Linked DNA regions of Sus scrofa: region 1 is linked to region 2. A link is a contact called in public HiChIP or PLAC-seq data. All regions are on one chromosome and are shown on one strand. Each heading gives the region's core, a stretch centred on a gene start, on an enhancer-like site or on the middle of the called end of the contact. The rest is flanking DNA. Distances are from core to core; before and after follow the strand shown.

Evidence for each region. HiChIP or PLAC-seq counts read pairs in DNA pulled down with a chosen protein or histone mark.
Region 1: an H3K27ac HiChIP or PLAC-seq map of alveolar macrophages shows a contact between it and region 2. The contact joins the promoter of KHK here to the promoter of EIF2B4 in region 2. A contact is called at or near these places in 2 of 5 promoter capture datasets (fetal skeletal muscle and liver), 3 of 47 Hi-C or Micro-C datasets (heart right ventricle, liver and skeletal muscle) and 2 of 2 datasets of contacts at active chromatin or transcription factors (alveolar macrophages and skeletal muscle).

The regions. Positions count from the first base shown.
Region 1 is chr3:112,029,395-112,033,010 of Sscrofa11.1, reverse strand. It overlaps KHK (ketohexokinase), which reads left to right and starts at 1,396. Exons shown (of 8, transcript XM_003125300.4): 1 at 1,396-2,065. The coding sequence starts at 1,974. EMILIN1 (EMILIN-1) reads left to right here. Exons shown (of 8, transcript XM_003125303.4): 8 at 353-1,101. The coding sequence ends at 681.
Region 2 is chr3:111,780,179-111,784,303 of Sscrofa11.1, reverse strand. It overlaps EIF2B4 (a long non-coding RNA gene), which reads right to left and starts at 2,643. Exons shown (of 13, transcript XR_002342807.1): 1 at 2,514-2,643; 2 at 2,099-2,142; 3 at 1,720-1,855; 4 at 1,321-1,525; 5 at 724-808; 6 at 445-536; 7 at 91-205. It overlaps SNX17 (sorting nexin-17), which reads left to right and starts at 2,759. Exons shown (of 16, transcript XM_021087689.1): 1 at 2,759-3,005; 2 at 3,469-3,543. The coding sequence starts at 2,943.

The DNA of each region.
Region 1 (3,616 bases), core at 147-2,646, 250 kb before region 2:
AGTCATTTCCTTCATTTAATCTTTTAATCTTCAATCATTTAATCTTCATTAATCTTTCCTTCATTTCATCATTCTCACCAGAGGGCTGAGGACTGGGGTGGGAAGGGAAGAGCCCATCTTCCCACAGCTCTTTATGGGCGGCCTGCTCTTGCCCAGGCACTGTTTTAAATGCTGGCGATTCAGAAATGAACAAAGCACCCATTTCCCCGCTGTTGTGGAGCTTACATTCTCGCAGAAGGGAGGCAAAGCTCCCAGTGGGCCCCTCCCTAGTCTAGGAGCTCTGGATGGGCTCCCAGACACCTTCCTGGCCCCTGCCACCTGTCTCCCTCCTGACTGCCACCGTTGTCCCCAGGCGTGTTCACCGCCCCTCTGGCTGGACGCTACTTGCTGAGTGCGGTGCTGACTGGGCATCGGCACGAGAAAGTGGAGGCCGTGCTGTCGCGCTCCAACCTGGGTGTGGCCCGCATAGACTCCGGTGGCTACGAGCCTGAGGGCCTGGAGAATAAGCCGGTGGCCGAGAGCCAGCCCAGCCCGGGCGCCCTAGGCGTCTTCAGCCTTATCCTGCCGCTGCAGGCCGGGGATACGGTCTGCATCGACCTGGTCATGGGGCAGCTGGCGCACTCGGAGGAGCCGCTCACCATCTTCAGCGGAGCCCTGCTCTACGAGGACCAGGAGCTGTAACAGGTGTAGACAGGGGGCTGGGCCGCCGGCTACCGCCCGCCAAAGAGCCAGCGGGGGCGGCGGGCTCGCCGGGTCTCGCCTGGGACTGGGCGCTGACTCCGGGCGAGCCGCCGTTTCCGTACCCGCCGCGGCACAGGCGCCCGGAGCAGCCTCCTTCCCACGGTCGGAGCGCGCCGGGTCGGGGACTCGGGTTCCCTCGTTCAGACTTTCGGACTGATCGCCGTCCCCTGCAAGACCCGGACTGCGGAGGAGCCAATCCTCGCACCCTTTGCTCCCCCAGCTGGCCTCTAGACCGAGTCCCTGGGCTCCAGGGCTCTCTCTCGAGGGGCCTCGGGACCCCACCGCCATACTAAACTATTCAGGAATAAAGACATTTGGTTTTTCTAAAAAAAACAAAATACAACAAAAAAAGGCCGTTTACTCCAGCGTGTGTTCAAGCGTAGACAGGCGTACACAGGGGACGGGGCGAGAGAGCCTGGGACCCCGGACCCCGCTTGAGCTCTGCGCTCTGCCTGGGTGGCTCTGCCAGCCCTTGCTCCGGACGCGCGGGCCAGAAGGGCTCCCGCCCCCTTGGAGCCGCAGCGGGGCCTGCCTCCTGGTCGCGCCCTTGCTGCGGGCGTCCGCCAGAGGGCGCTGGAAGCCGGGACCGCGGCGCCGCTAGGCGGGCCTGCCGTCACGTGACCGCCGCCGCTCACCTCGCGGGCCCTCGCTGCTCCACCACGGAGGCTAGACTCGCGCTGGGATTGGCCGAGGCTCGGGGGCGGGGCTGCCGGGACAGCGCAAGCCGCGGCGGCTCGGGATGCCCGGCTCGGGCCGTAGCTGCGAGGCCCTGCTTCACGCCGCCCGTCTAGGTGCTGGGAGGCAGGGCAAGGGATGCCTTTCTGCTGCCACTTTGTCTTGGCATTCAAGAGGGTGCCCAGCCGCGCTTTAGAGAGATTTGCGGTAGTCGGAGTCCGTCGGACAAATGAGGAAACTGAGGGCGAGAAGTGGGAAGCGGAGCCATCTCCTGGGCCGCGCAGCCTGCTGAGCGAAAGCCGGGGACCAAGACCTCGGGGTCTGCGCTCCCAGGCCCGCTGGGGTCGGTGGGTGTGGGGGGCAGGAGCCCGGCTCCGTCCCCTGCACCCCACTGCACCCCTCGCCGCCGGAGGAGACTCCCTGGAGGAGGAGCTCAGGACGCGGAGGAGGAGCCAGGACAGCCCCTGCGAGCGGGACACGATCCTCCAAGATAAGAGGCCGAGCCCGGGAGGAAGCCCGTCAGCCGGGCCAGCCGAGAAAGCTCCGGGAGCGGCCTCATGGAAGAGAAGCAGATCCTGTGCGTGGGGCTAGTGGTGCTGGACATCATCAATGTGGTGGACAAGTACCCGGAGGAGGACACGGACAGCAGGTAGGGATGCCCGGGCCTCTCGGAAACCTCAGGGACCGCTGCCGCCGCCGCCTTGTGCCCGGCGACCAAGAATACGGGGCTGCGGAGCCGGGGCCCCGTGCCCTCTGCCTGTGGCCTTGAGTGCATTGTGTTCGCCGGTTCCCATTTCCACCCTGGGACCGGGTCAGACATCATTGTCCTCATTTTACCGAGTAAGCAAATAGAGACCCCGAGAGTCGCAGTGACTTATGCGAGGGCAAGCAGCTAAGAAGGTGCATGCAGGGCCAGTTTCTTTGTGTTTTCCTTTTTTTTTGGTCTTTTTTAGGGCCTTACCTGCGGCATATGGAAGTTCCCAGGCTAGGGGTGGCCTTACAGCACAGCCATAACAATGCTGGATCCGAGCTGCGTCTGAGACCCACACCGCAGCTCATGGCAACGTCGGATCCTTAACCCACCGAGGGAGGCCAGGGATGTGCCGGTTGTGGCTCAGCTGTACTAGTTTCCATGAGGATGAGCCACGACCGGAACTCCAGTTTTTTCCTTTTTAATAGCAAGACCTATATGCCCGCCTCTCACCGGCACTGACTTCTAATATATTTACCACATAGAGAGCTCATCTGTTTCTTTAAAAAAAAAAAAAGAAAATCGAGGTCACTTCCAAGAAGATATGCAGTTAGACTGTTCAAGAGCATTTGAAACCATGATGTTTGAGCTTCACTGTAGCTCAGAGCTTGCTGGCTGTGCAGGCACATTTGGAGATGCTGTGAGTTGTGGGTAGAGCTGGCTCATGAGACTTCTCCCTGGTGCTGAATTCCAGAAGTTTCCCAGAAATCCTTTTGACAGCAGTCAGTAACAACATAGTGGACACCATCCCACTCGGTTGTCTGGTAGAAGTTGAAGAGTCATGTGTTGGTTCCTATATTTACTCTTGATAAGAACCAAACCGTTAACACTCTAATCCCAAGACCACTTCTGTGCAGCAGAATCCGTGGCTGTCTCTGGGTGCAGTCTAGTGCTTAGAACACAGAGAAAACTTGCTTCCTGGCTCTCAATTGTCTCAGCCTAAGAACTGGATAAAAGCCTAGTTCAAGGCTGAGCTCAGGCAAGACACTGCAGCGCTGGCGGCCTTGAGGCCCCCGCATTTTTCAGGCATTGGGTGCACACAGCACAGGCACAGTCACACACTTGCCGCACAGCAGCCCATGGGAAGTGGCTAAGGACCAGTTGCCTCCTCCTCTCTTTTTCGGATGAGGAAGCCAGAGATTTGGAGAAATTAGATTTCTGTGAGGCCATAGAGTTAATGAGTGGCAGAGCAGTGGTGACACCTCAGGCGTCCTACCTCTGAGCCTCTGTCATCTCTTGAGCTCCCCGTTCCTTTGCTGCTGCCCGTCTGATGGACTTGACCCTCTGCTTTGGGCTGCTTGCTTTGCCAGGGGTGCAGGGCACCCGGGTGTGCTGCTGGGTGGACCTAGCCCTCCTGCCAAGGTCAAGCCAGCCCCAGGACTTGGCGCACAGTGAGGTGTGAGGTCTGTTCTCTGCGCGGATTCTGGGACCACAGGCTCCTCGAGAATG
Region 2 (4,125 bases), core at 1,394-3,893:
GCTCTCCCAGAGATCGTGGGGGTGACAGACGCTGAGGGAATGTTGGGGAAGGTGAGGCTGGCTCCTAAGAGGGAAGAGGATAGGACGTACCTGCTGCAAGGCACGAAGCAGGGCGATGCACCGGGCGTTGGAGCCGCTGATCAGGCCCTGGGAGTACTGCAGGCCGAGCCGCACCATGGCTGGGTGGATCACAGAGGATGGGATGCTGATGGGATGGCGGTGTCACACACTTTGCAAGGGAACTTGAGCACCTGCTGCCCACCTGCCCCTGATGAAAAGGAACCTCCTACCCTAGCACAGGCAACCCCACTGCTCTAGCCTTGTGCCCTGTGTTCATGCCTCTTCCCACAGATCCAACCTCGAGTTTCCCTCGCTTTCAAAACAGGATGTCTAAAACTTCTCAGACTTAAAAGCTCATCGGACAACTTCATCATAAGATCCTACCTCATAAACTGGGTCAGAGAGTTGTGTCTGCTGTACTGGGGTAGGTGGGAGAAGAGACTGACTTTGGAGCCATAATCCTTTCGTGTTGGAACCTGGACAAAACAGAAGAACAGGACCAAGAGCCTGGAGTTTAAAACTATGGGATGATGCTGGGAGGGAAGGAGACAGCGAGCCCACTTTGACCCAAATACCCAGCCTTTCCCAGGGTCTCCCTTTGCCCTGAGCAACTTTCCTCCCTCCCTAGGCTCTTTCTGGCCACACACCTAACCCACTCCCTACCTGCTGTCGCTCGGGCCGTTTAACAAGCCTTCTCAGAAGTGTGGGTTCATCAACCTGGGTGTGCTCAGGTAGCCGCTTCACTCCTAGAAGAAAACAGACGTGTTTTCAAGACACTAGCTCATGATGAGAAATTTGCTTTCAGGGTTATAAGGGACATCAAAAAAATTTGAGGTGGAGGAGAAAAGAGTAGAAGAAACAGGGGGAGTTCTGGTCATGGCTCAGCGGTAACAAAACCAACTAGCATCCATAAGGACACGGGTTTGATCCCCGGCCTTGCTCAGTGGGTTAAGGATCCGGCACAGCCGTGAGCTGTGGTATAGGTGCAGACACAGCTCAGATCTGGTGTTGCTGTGGCTGTGGCGTAGGCCAGCAGCTACAGCTCCGATTCGACCCCTAGCCTGGGAACCTCCATATGCTGCAGGTGTGGCCCTAAAAAGACAAAGTAAAAATAAAAATAAACAGGGGGAGGACAAGGTTGGGGAGAGAACTGGGAACCAAGGCGAAGAATGGGAGAGAAGAGCTGCTTTTCAGTGGGGAAGCCCTAGCTAACTCAGGAATGGAGAGCCAACAGAGGTCTTGAAACGATGGGAAAATACCTGAGGGGTTTCTCCAGCTGTGCTGGGGCAGGACTGAGGAGGGGGCCCTCCTTGTTCCCCTTTTCTTGCCTGCTTCAGGGCCCGCTCAGCCTCTTGCTTCGCTCGCCGTTCAGCTCGAAGTTCAGCTTTACTCCGACCTGCTGGAATTTTCTCCTTGGCAGTGCCCAACTGACTGTCCGGTCCTGGCAGGTCTTTGGTCGGGCCTACTAAGGGTAGATGGAAGAGGTGCCCAAGCTCCAGGCAGGTACTATCTATGCCCCAACCAAAGCTTCTTTTCTGTTTATCTAAACTTTGTCTCTCTTCACTTGTTCCAACCAACTTTGTCCTGTCTCCCCTTCTTCTCTCCCGCCACATCCCTTTACCAGCTCCACAGCCCAGCCCTTTAAAAAAGCCCCCGCACCTTGACATTGGGCTGCAGACACAGCAGAGCCAGTTTCTGGTTCTGTCCCCTTTTCCTCCTTCCGTTTCTTCTTTTGCTGTTTCTTTTCTTTCCGAAGCTGCAGCTTTTCTTCTTGGGTCATCTCCCTCCCCCCTGCCTAAGACACAGACATAAATACTGCTTTTTCCCAACCATTTCAAAAAACGAATAAACACTACAGGATTCCCAAAAGGTCCCTAATGCTCCTTAACTCTTACCAGCTACCTGTTACAAGCTAACAGCCCACAGGGATGGAAGCCTTTCCCCCAGGATCGCAGTCACATTACCAATAAGGCTTATAAGTTGACACTGCCTCCTGCGTAGCGCTTGACAGGCGGCTTGGGAGGGCACCCTCACTTACCCCTGGCCGAGAAGCAAGCTCCGCCTTCATCCCAGATCCCGAGTCTGCATCAGAAAACAGGGCACAAAGTGAATCAGAGAGGTTCCGGAAGGGTTTAGAGGGGCTCGTACTCGACGCAGCTGGCTGCTGGGTCCGCATGACCACGGCTCCTCCACCAGGCGGGAGGTGAGCCAGGGATCCGCGTGGGGACGCAGTGCGCAGCAGGATCAAAGGCGGCGGGGGGAGGAGAGAGCACGCACCCTTCCCGCAGGAACAGGCCGACGCGCAGGGCGGAGTGCGTCCGAGACACCGCGGACCAGATTCCCGCGCGGTGCCGGAACCGAACGACAGGGCCGAGAGGGGCTCGGGGCCCAGCCGTAGCCTCCCAGGGCCTGGCGGCTCGCGTACCTGTTTGTGCGGCCGCCCCTTCACTCACCCTCGCGAACAGCCACAGCCACAGCAGCCATCACCCGTCCTAGGCTCCGCCCGCTGCAGTCACAGGGACCAGAGCGCCCCCAAGGCCGACAGCTGCGGAGCGCAGCTCCCCCACCCAGAGGACTACAAGCCCCGACGTGCTCTGCGGCTCCGCCCGGGCTATGGGTCGCGATAAGGGCCCAGTCAAACCTGGGTTCCCAATCCCGGCAGTAGGCTCTTGCCCTTTAGACTACAGTTCCCAGGATTCCCCGGGAAGCTGCGCCCCAGAGCGGACGTCTCCAGTCCTTCCCTCCTCGGATCTCAACGGCCGCCCCCCCCGCCCAAAAATGGCGAGCGAAGCTTCGGGGACGCGCTGAGTAGCGGAGGCGAGCGTGCAAAGCCACTGCGGCCCTCACAGTTCGGAGCCCGGCCGGGCCCTGCCGCAGGGAACATGCACTTTTCCATTCCTGAAACCGAGTCCCGCAGCGGGGACAGCGGCGGCTCCGCCTACGTGGTGAGGAGCGGCCGGAGCCCGGCCGGGCAGGGGCGGGGATAACGGGCCGGAGCCCTCCGAGCGGCCTCCGAGGTCTGGCCGCCGCCTTTCGGGCCTGGTCACTGGCCGCCAACTCCCGATGGCCTCGCTGGGAGCTTATATTACGTCTCAGATTCGTCCAGAGGTCTCCCCAGCTCCTGTAGGTCCTTTGTTCCGCCGCGTCACCTCCCTCGACTGGGCCGCGGCTACTCTGGTGGGCGTCACTGGCCTCTTGGGGAGGAAGACTCCAGCCCGAGCGCCCGGGTTTCCCCGGGACCGGTCCTTCTGCTTTGGGACCTGGCTCCGGGGCAAACAGACTGGCAACCTTCGGAAGATCTCGGCGCCTTAATCAGGCAGAGCTGTGCCAGGCAACTTCCGGCCAGGGTTCTCAAGGGGGTCGCCCAGACCGCGACCTTAAAATGCTTGCCTGTTTTTGTGTCCTCAGGCCTATAACATTCACGTGAATGGAGTCCTGCACTGTCGAGTGCGCTACAGTCAGCTCCTGGGGCTGCACGAGCAGGTGGGACTAGCACTCCTGCCTTGAGGCAGCTTCAAGCCCTTTCCTACACCTGGGCATCAGTGTCTCCATTTTCCCCCTCGTCGCTTTCCCGGGGGCTGTAGTTCCCTTTTACTCACTACCATAATCACTGCCATGTTGGATCTGGTGCTTTATCTTACCATCGTCTGACATTTCCAGGGGACTCCCCACGAATCTGCGCCTCTAACTGCGCCTCCCTGTACTAACATCCTCCTTCCTGCTTCTTGGTCCCCTCCTTACACAGCCTGTACACTGCCTTTGTCCGTGCATGGAGAAACCGACGACCCTTCCCCGCTCCACTGCCAAAGCACTTTCCCTCTGTCATCTGAGCTGCCACTTGAAACTCTCTTCCCTGCTCATACAAACCATTCACCAGTTTCCTTCTGTGTTCCTTGACTCACCTGAGTGGGTGTAGCTGTTCCAGTTATCCGTATGTGTCGATGATGTAATGTTTCTCCGTTCTCCACACCAAATTGTGAGCTCTGTATTTAACTCAGTACAGCGTCCTGGTTCTATTCATAACTGGTTGTGCAGCCCTAAGCAAGTTACCTGATTTCTTTGGGC